Regions from separate parts of the Mus musculus genome. Here region 2 is linked to region 1. Evidence: chromatin contacts called from public Hi-C data. All regions are on one chromosome and are shown on one strand. Each heading gives the region's core, a stretch centred on a gene start, on an enhancer-like site or on the middle of the called end of the contact. The rest is flanking DNA. Distances are from core to core; before and after follow the strand shown. Region 1 holds the start of Eny2 (ENY2 transcription and export complex 2 subunit). Region 2 holds the start of Eif3h (eukaryotic translation initiation factor 3, subunit H).

Region 1 (4,753 bases), core at 554-3,053:
TCTGCCAACTCGTAACTGAATGAGCAGTGAGGAGAACCTGCTGGCTTGAGCCATTAGGTTTTGTTCCTTCGAATTTTGTTTCCAATCAATTGGCTAACTAAACATGGCCGGATCATTTATTGACACAGAAAGAAAAGCAACAAAAAACGTCCAAGAGAAAGAACAAAAAGAAGGAAGCACCTCTCCTCTTATACCAGCCAACAGCTACCTGTTTTCCTTCACAACTCAAGTCCCTCATCAACTCCTACCGGAAGTTTTCCCAGGTCTCCAAACAAGTTGAGAAAACATACTCAGTTAGACCATTACATTTGCTCACGTTCCTCTCACTACTTGCCCATACTGTAATTAGATGTTTATTAGTGAATGGATTATGATTTATTAGGTACTCATGATTATACCAATCACGTAATCATCTCGATGAATCACAAAACAGGCCCACAACAATTACTTTTACACTTAAGAAACTTTAAAAACAAACAAACAAACAAACAAACAAAAAACCCAAGCATTTGTTGGTCTACTTGTTTATGTCTTTAATCCCAGCACAGAGGCAGCTGGTTATCTGTGAGTTCTGGGCCAGCCTGGGCTACAAAGCAAGTGCCAGGACAGTCAAGAATAGACTCCCTACAATCTAGATACAATCTAGAGAAAAGATACATAGATACATACATAAGTAACGCTTGATACTCAAACGTCGACTAACACCTCTAGATCACTATTTCTCAAAGTACAACCTATGGAAAACTTGTATCAAAATAAGAATCTGCAGAGACATGTATTTAAAAACACAAATCCCTGGACACTTTCCCTAACAAAACTACAATTCCTATGGTTGTAAAAAGGAGAATAGCCTCTAGGAAGTTACAGATAAATAAGTAGTAGCAGCAAGCAACAGTAAGCGCACTAAATCACTTGCCCTCAATAAATTGTAGCATGATCCAGGACCCGAGTATTTGAAACTGCTAACTGAATGTGGAAATTTTTCTCTCCCAAGAAATGATTCTGCGTCAGAAGGAAAAAGGGAGTTGGGGACTTTCCAAGGAGGTGTGGCTTCTCAGCGAACACGTTTACTAAAGGTAAGGTTTGGGAAGGAAGGACAACTTGAACCTTCAGAGCAGGAGCCAGAGATGTATGGGCGGAGAACATCCGAGCCTGAGCTGCGGACGCCTAGGCCAGCCCACAGTGCCGCGGCTAAGGCGCGGAAGGAAAGGGGGCATCCTCGGGTCCCCGCGTGGACGGCCGCTCTAGGTGCAGACCGGCAGGAGGTGGCTGGCTAGCCGGAGTGACAGAGGGTTGCGCCAATGGCAGCCTCAACAAGAAGGAACCGGGTGCGAGAGGGTGCCGCCGATCCCACCTGCATCAAGCTCCAGCTGGTAGCAGGGCAGCGGTTCGAGAGACAGCTTGTAGCCCTCGAAGCGGGGATCCAGCAGAGGTCTTTTCACCCGCAGAGAGCAATTGGCCGCCTCCATCGCGTTCCCCCGATCCCAGCAAGAGAATCAATAAAGCTCTTGTTGAAAGGTCCGCGCTTCACTCCTGGAACTGAGGCTGGGAAACGGCGTGGTTCCCATCCCAGACGACTCTGCGGCGCCACGTCTCTTCTGGGAAGTGTAGTGTCCATGAGAAATTTGGTTCTGTTGCAATGCTGGGAAATGTAGTTTTTTGATCCCTGAACCCACGTCAGCTAACAGACTCTGGACTTCCTTACCCAGAGGGCCGAGCGACCAGAAGGCGGCCCGCGCTAGTTGAATTCTCACATTATAGGCAGGGTGGCCAGATCCCGCCCCGGAAATGCGTGGTCTAGCTTTCTGTGTGCTTAGGTGCCCGAGCTACTGAGGGTCTAAGTCCGGGCAGCCGAAGAGTGTGGTAGGTAACGGTCGTCAGCGCAAGGGTCATTTCGTCGCTGGGAAGGGACGGCCCTCGCCCGCGGTGATGGTGGTGAGCTATGCCCGTGGTCCTCAGGGCCGGGACCCGGGCCCAGCCCAGGCTCCTTTCGATGTGCTGTCTTTCGTTAGCTTCCCCGACCCGCGCTCGCTCGCTCGCTCGCTCGCGGGCCTGTAGGGCTCTCCGACAGGGCGTGCTGCTGGAGTTGGCCGGGAGCCAGTCCCCGCTTTGTTTTCTGGCTCCTCCCCTCCCGCCTCTCCAGCTGTCTGCGCCGTGTTGCATTTTCCTAAAGAATGTCAGAACCGGGAGGGAGTCCCTAGCGCCCTGGTTTTACCAGTGAGAAAACTGAGGCCTTTAGGCATTAAGTGACTTGCCCAAGGTCACTATCCGTGATTTTAGGGGCCAAGACGAGACGAAGTTTTGCTGTTCTTGCTATGACACTGTCTAAACTTTTGCAGTTAATTTGGAAATGTTAAGCCCCAACTACAGAAGTAAAGCGTTGCCTAGTTATTAACCCTCTGTTCACCTGCTTCTTGCGCAGCCCAACTCTGAAAATTCTTTGTAGTCTGAATTTCCATACAGACAAGACGGAGAATTACAAAAGAAGATTCACACTAAGTAGGAAAACATTAACTTAAACCTGACTTTTAAATGGCAAAAATGCGCTCAAAAGTTAACCTTGCTTTTTTTTTTTTTCCCCTACACCTATTTTGGCATTGGTTGTCTGTTTTTTATTGAAAATGAAGAATTTCTCAAAGACTAGTTTGAAATTCGTTTTCTTACTTACCCTTCAGAAATAAGGATATGAAATCCAAAGCTAGGGTAGCAGTTGTAATTCTCCGTGAAGTTTATTGGGTAAAGCAAGCACATAGTCTTATTTCATTTTTCATAGTCGTATCTTTTATTAGTGTGCATGCTATGGCTTACCCAGAAATTGAATGCAGTTAAGATGCAGAAATGAACGCCAGTCAGATATTAGTGTACAATTAAATAAGGTGGGACTCCAAGTACCTGACTTCACATTCTGTCTCTGTGCCTCAGTGTTCTCATCTGTAAAATGGAATTGTGTCATTAGAGCAAATTTGGGGGTTAAATATTCTCAGTTTTAGGTACATAAGTGCTTAATGGTATTATAATAGTAGTTATTCCCTTTTTAAAAAGACAAAGAAAATAAACAATAAAGAGCTTATGAGGGAAGGGAATTGGGATACAGGAAATAGTACTAAGAATAATAATACCATGTAAGGTACTTAAAATTATCATCCTTTCCTTATTATAATGTTCAATGTATTAGGATGATTGTCTAGAGAGGTCTTAGAAGGAAACACTTTTCTAAATATTATGTATCTCAAAATGCATGTTGATGTCCAGGTTAGCAAGATGAACAAAGATGCGCAGATGAGAGCAGCGATTAACCAAAAGTTAATAGAAACTGGAGAAAGAGAACGGTGAGTAATAAATTGTATCAATAAAGTAGGTTTTACCATCTTTAATAATTATATTGGAGGAATTTCAAGTGTCAAGGGCCAAAACATACCTGGAAAGAATTACAGAAAAGTAAAGCTTATCAGAGTTTCTATTCTTAACATCTGTAATAGTTTGAATCAGCATTACCAGATTCGGAAGTGTCATATACAAAGATAAGCAATCAGTGACACTGCTAAGGCATTTTTAACAAAGTGGAAAAGAGACCGCAAAGACACAAATATCTACAGCTGGAGAATATTACCCAGGTTTTATTATAGAACTGTGTTTAATTACCTCAGGCCCTTAACTCTGGGGCAGCATGTGCTGTTACTATTTTCTGAAGGACTTTCTTGTTCCTCTTATTTAAATACTCAGCTATGTATCTTCAAATTCCAGCTCTTGTATCCACTCCCTACTCCATTAGCTTATGGTCTTCAGTGTGATCCACCCTCCATGACAGAGATACCTTTGTATTCCCATTGTATAATGCTATGCTCAAAACCTAATTTAAGGAGCAAACGTTTAAAGAAAGGGCTGAGAAACAAACAGAATGGCTCTCAGAGCAGGGTAATCAAGTGTACAAAGGAATGTCAGGAACTGTGGAGTTGCTTCCATTTTACCTGGAGGTGTTTGAGTAAATTTCAGTAATAAAAGAATTTCACCTAGTGTGGAAGAAGAATCTGCAGTCCCCAAGGTCAAAGAGGGAAAGGATAGTCTAGCAGCAGAATCTGCTGCCAGAGCTTTGGTACCTGATAAGTGCTCAGGAACTCACAATATAGGCAAAGTGGGAAAGCTTGTGGCTGGAACAGTATGCAGGAGTATGAATTGTTGTGTAAGAATTCTGGCCATTGAAAACATACTGAATTTCAGAACTGTTTTGACCAATGGAACTATTTAAGCCCATCTAATTAAAATATTGAAAATTTGAAGGTGCTTTTATGCATCATTTAGTCCAGGCACTTAGATATTGTTGCAAGATGTATCTTTTCCTCTCTCAGCTCTGCTTTCGTCTTTGTTGTCTTTATTCTCAAACAGGCCCTACCCACAGGTGGCAGAGATTAGCAGTTCCAAATTTACATTCCACCAGCTCAGAGTACCTATCTCAGCAAAGAGCCTCACTTGATTACCATCTTGCTTAGGTAATAGGCAAGTTATGCGCAGCCGTGCCCAGGTCATATTTCACATTACAAGAACCTTGTCCAGATTTATACAGGGAGAATGACACAGTAGTGTTTGCTTGTTTTTCTCTTACAGAGCAGAAACTGAGTGAGTTACTTGCAAAAGCATACGTTTCTGTCTTTACCTTTGGATAATGGGAATTAGTAAGGATTTTTGGAAAGGGAGTGACTAGATTATATTTTCATTGTAGATACTGTTCTATCAATGGGAATGTAGATTTGAAGGG
Region 2 (5,257 bases), core at 1,945-4,444, 7.4 Mb after region 1:
TGAAATGAATATCTGGGTTCATCCATGCCTATGTATTGCTAAGCATAGTCATGGTGGTAGGAATGGAATGTGTCTACACTACTCACCAAGACTGTCAGCACATGGAAGGGCTAGTATAACTAAAGATAGGTAATCCATAGCTGCTGGGTTGGGCATGGTAGGAGAGGCAGAGGCAGGCGGAATGTTCAAAGTTCAAGGCCAGCCTGGTCTACATACTTAGTTCTAGGTCAGCCAAAACTACAGAGAAACCCTGCCACAAAAACAAAAACAAAAACAAAAACAAAAACAAAAACAAAAACAAATAACAGAAAGGATAACCCATGAATTCTAAATGAATCAAGAACATATCTGAGGCATACAGATTCAAATTAAACTATAGATGAAAATCGTAGCTCTATTAAGCCACATGTGGCAATAATATACATGACAAGGAGAAAAAGTGGAATGCCATAGACAAAAAAAAAAAAAAAAAAAAAAGACAAACCTAGTCAGGGAATGGCTAACTGGCCAAAGGTGAACATTCTGGACAAAGTGAAGAAAGAACTGGGAAGAGGAAAAAAAAAAAAAAAAAACTCAACACAAACCAAGAACATGTAAGCAAAAACTACACCTTGATGGATCTTGAATTCACTGAAAGCATCTAATAAAAGGATTTAGGACTCGAGGTTTTAAATTAAATGAATGAGAAAAAAAAAATTAAGATATCTTTAAAGGAAATACCAAGATTTGAACTAAGGGTCAGCATGATGGCTCACTAAGTAAAGGCACTTAACCATCTGAGTGTCCCTTTTTATAACTCATCAGGGTCACTCATAAGCTTCTGAGTCACAATATGATTTGTCAGGACCCCTGATAATCAAGAGGCCCTTTTGAGTGAAGACATGAGTATTTTTGTCACTGAAAAGTGTATCTTCATAGTAAACTATCAACACCCAAACTTCTAACACAATCTCTTAGGAAGAGCAATAATCAGTCCCCAGATAAAAGAAAACAGTGAGCCATGAATCCAGAACTAAGAATAAGTGTCTTGACTTTCCTAGGCCCACTGCCTGCCGGTTGAACTCAAATGGCCCTGTCTGTTCCCACCTGCTGCAATCTTAAGGCACCCTGACACTGTTCCTGTTGAGACAGCTCGGCAGTTACAAGACTGCCCTAAAAGTATGTTCTACTGTGTCGTGTTTGACAGTCAGTCCCACTACGTAGCCCAGGCTGCTGGACAACTCCCCAGAATCCTGCTGTACCTTCCCAAGTGTTGGGATTACAGGTGTGGACCACCATGTCCAAACCCAGTCCTAAAATAAATACATACTTGTAATTACATCTACCAGGCAGATTTATAACACCTACCTGTTGACTTTTACAACTCTAGAAGCCAAGTAATTCAAAGAGTGGTTTCAAATTATACAAAAATGCAGTTAAGACATAAGTTATGACTTAAAATACTTTCCAAGTGTTGAAATGATACTTTACAAGTCCACCCACCAACTAATTTGCGATCTTTAAACATGTATTATTTATTCCTAAAAGGCACCTGCCTCAAAAAGCCATTGAAAGCTGAAACTGTCAGCTAAGTAAACAACCTAACATTTCTTTTTCACAGTACTATGCAAGTGATACTTAACTGGAGGCATAAAGCTTTCTAAACTTAAGCTCTTCCCTGCATCTTTCAAACTCTGACATCCACAGGTATTACAGTCAGTAACAAGCACAGCTTACAGTCTCCCATGCTCACCACATACAGGTTTTCACATAATCCAAACGATACACCAATGCCTAACTACTTCTCAATCCCATCTGAACACATGAGGTAACTAAAGCTGGTTAAGGCCAACTTCTTAGGGCCACAGAGACTAAGTCTATAAACATCAGGTTATATTAAACAACAAACACAAAAAAGCCTCATGACAATCTAACTAAACTATAGTCCAAAGTGAAATTACTAATAATTTCCACTTAAACACTGCCTGCTGCAATCACAATTTTCACATAAATTAAAAAATCCCTATTACAAGAGTCTTTAGCCGGGCATGGTGGCGCACGCCTTTAATCCTAGCACTTGGGAGGCAGAGGCAGGCAGATTTCTGAGTTCGAGGCCAGCCTGGTCTACGAAGTGAGTTCCAGGACAGCCAGGGCTACACAGAGAAACCCTGTCTCGAAAAAAAAAAAAAAAAAAAAAAAAAGTCTTTAGAAAATACCTAATGGATAATACCTAAAAACTGGTTTGAGAGAAAAGGGTGCTTTGGGGAAAAAAGAAAAAAGAAGAAAAGAAGGAGGAGGAGAAAGAAGGGAGAAGAAGAAGACGACGACGATGACCTTTTTCTTTTCTCTGTGGTTTTCTTTTTGAGACAAGATCTCGGTGCCAAATGACCTCAAACTCGTGGAGCTCTGCCTGCCTGGGCCTCACCTGTGCTCAGGGTAAAGACATGTGCCACCACAACCTTCAGGAGGAAGGTTCCTAAAGCTTAGAACCCCACCTCATTTCTAGATTCGCATATTTTCTCTTCCATCCACTACCTTCCCCCGAGCTTCCCCAGATACTCTAAGTCATGGATCTTATGCAGAAATAAACTTACGGCTGTGTCCTATGGCTTCTTGGGTTCACGCTGAACTCTGCCTAAGAGTTTTACCCCAGTTCTGCAAGCCCAGGTAAAGTTAACACACGCTAACACAGTAAATCTATTGAGAATGCACTTGGCAAACGCCCCTCCGGGAAGCCAAGGTGTTTCCTTTCCCCTCACTCCTCTCCCTAGAGCCCCAAACAGAACCCTAAATCCTTCCCATCACAACTGTCATTCGGTTGTAACCCCTCCTCTCCTGAGCCTCTAAAAGCCAGACCACGCCAAGCTGTCCCATACCCCCATTCCGGCCCCGTTTCTCAGCACTCAGGTCTCTCGTCGGAAAACAGGGAAGGCTGCGGTGTCTTTCGAGCAAAAGTGAAGATGAAGGAGAAGGGCGCCGAGGGGAGAGCGCGGTCAGCCCGCGCCTGGGGAAGGCGGCAGGAAGCGCGCCCGGCAGGGATCAGCCTCACACGTGGGCCTGTGGCCGCAACCCGCACTCACCAGGCCGTCGATCTGCACCTGCTTCACGGCCGAATCTCCGGAGCCGCCTTTGCCTTTGCCCTTCCCCACCGCGCCGCCAGCAGAACCGGAGGAGGTGGCGGTAGAGCCGGTGCCTTCCTTGCGCGACGCCATGTTTCCAGCCAGACAGGAAGAAAGAGAAGCGTGAGGCGCCGGAAGCGGAACTACGAGGCTCCGTGACGCTATGTTAAGGCTTTGGGGGTGGGGGGGGCGGTGTCTGGAAGCAGGCTGGGCAGGGCCCCGCCTCCTCGGTGGTGTTTCTCCCTCCCCCAACCCTCCCTGAGATTGTGGGAATCCTCTGCGCACGCGCGGAGTTTGGCCCGTACTGCTCAACCCACAGTAATTGATTAGGGTCACTCTGACTACAGAGAAAGAGCTTAGAAGCAAGAGCCATTATTCTACACCCACTCAGAATATACAGAAAATGTCTAAAACATGGTTAACTTTGATCAGTCTCTAAAATGAAAGATTTACCTGGGTAAAATACTCAGAAGTTCTTTTCTGTAGTGTTGTAGTGTGGAAGTTGATGTCATGGTAAGTATTCAGAATGCAGACTCTACGAATAATGCTGACCTATGACATGAGCTCTGAAATACATATTATCGTGACTGGAAAACACTACATCTGTTGTAGGAAGCCATTGTAATAATTCTCTGCTTTAGAGTGACTTTTTCCCTACTCCTTATTCAAAAGTAATGAAATGGTCACACTGTGGCAGAAAATATTGTATGCTAACCTTTAATTTTTGTTGTTGCTATTATTTGGGGTTTGTTATGCATCAATCTGACAGCAAGGATTAAAATGTTACTAATGATTCAATGATTCAATGTCCACTTCTACAAGTCTAGAAGGAATATTAGCATCCTGGCTCACAGAGAAAATCTCCACAAAGTATCAAAGGTGCATCATAGAAGAGTTACACTAGAAAGCAGTAGCAGGGTGTTAAAAAGCAGAAATAAAACTCTCAAAAGAATTAAGTGGGAGTTAAAACTGTGTGGTATTTATAAAGAAAAAATATCCACTAGCTAATCCTACAACATACATAGTTTGACAGGACACTGCCTCTGGAAAGCAGGGACACAAATGTGACAATGGCAGCTTGTAAAGGTGAAGGGGAAAACCCATATTAGGATGAAGTGCTTAATTTTAATTGGGTATGTTAATTAGGTGAGCCAAGGGAGGTGCTGAGTGCTGGACTTCCTTTGATAGCTGGACTTTGGTAGTCATCCACAGGAGGAGGAAGTGGCCAAATAAGGGAATGGACCTTGTTGGCTAGCTTTAGGAATGCAATCTGTTGGTTTGGTTTGATGGAGGGAATGGGGGGAGAAGGGCAAGGCCTAACAGATCGATGCCTGCAGTGCTTGGGCTGGCTAGAGTCCCTTCAGAGAAGTCCCTACTAGCTACCTTTCCATCACCAGATCTGTATTAGACGAGCCAGCCGAAGTAAAGACCCAGAGTTCAGCACCAAAGTACTCAAATATAAATGTTTAAATTATTTTAAGCCGTGCGTGGTGGTGCATGCCTTTAATCCCAACACTTGGGAGGCAGAGGCAGGTGGATTTCTGAGTTCGAGGCCAGCCTGGTCTACAGAGTGCCAGGACAGCCAGGGCTACACAGAGAAACCCTGTCTCAAAAAACAAAAAAACAAAAAACAAAAAAAGGTAAATTGTTTTAAAAATTGTGCCAGTTAGGTAGTGGCACTTGCCTTTAATCCCAGCACTGGGGAGATAATGGCAGGCAAATATCTAGGAGTTTAAACTCAGCCTGATCCAGGGCAAGTTCCAGGACAGCCAGAACCACAGAGAAACCCTGCCTTGAAAAAAAAAACAGAAATTGGGCTGGGCGTGGTGGTGCATGCCTTTAATCCCAGCACTTGGGAGGCAGAGGCAAGTGGATTTCTGAGTTCGAGGCCATCCTGATCTACAGAGTGAGTTCCAGGACAGCCAAGGCGACACAGAGAAACCCTGTCTTGAAAAACAAAAACAAAAAACAAAAACAAAAACAAGAAAAGAAAAAGAAAAAACAGAAATCAAACTAAACAAACAAACAAAAAAACTAAACTGGAAAATATAATCTATCCATGAAGGACCTGGTGCAGCCCCCATGTAGGCCCTGTACTGGCAGCTTCAGTCTCTGTGCATTCATGTGAGCCTTGCTCAGTAGATTTAGAGGGACTTGTT

Evidence for each region. Hi-C and Micro-C count contacts between places; a contact is called where the count stands out from the background.
Region 2: a Hi-C map of pre-B cells shows a contact between it and region 1, with 5 times the contacts expected there. The contact joins the promoter of Eif3h here to the promoter of Eny2 in region 1. A contact is called at or near these places in 1 of 39 promoter capture datasets (pre-B cells) and 3 of 484 Hi-C or Micro-C datasets (CD4 T cells, pre-B cells and regulatory T cells).

What each region holds. Positions count from the first base shown.
Region 1 is chr15:44,426,308-44,431,060 of GRCm38.p6, forward strand. It overlaps Eny2 (ENY2 transcription and export complex 2 subunit), which reads left to right and starts at 1,804. Exons shown (of 5, transcript NM_175009.3): 1 at 1,804-1,935; 2 at 3,253-3,329. The coding sequence starts at 1,930. It overlaps Nudcd1 (NudC domain containing 1), which reads right to left and starts at 2,000. Exons shown (of 10, transcript NM_001113554.1): 1 at 1,355-2,000. The coding sequence starts at 1,469.
Region 2 is chr15:51,862,267-51,867,523 of GRCm38.p6, forward strand. It overlaps Eif3h (eukaryotic translation initiation factor 3, subunit H), which reads right to left and starts at 3,195. Exons shown (of 8, transcript NM_080635.1): 1 at 3,060-3,195. The coding sequence starts at 3,191.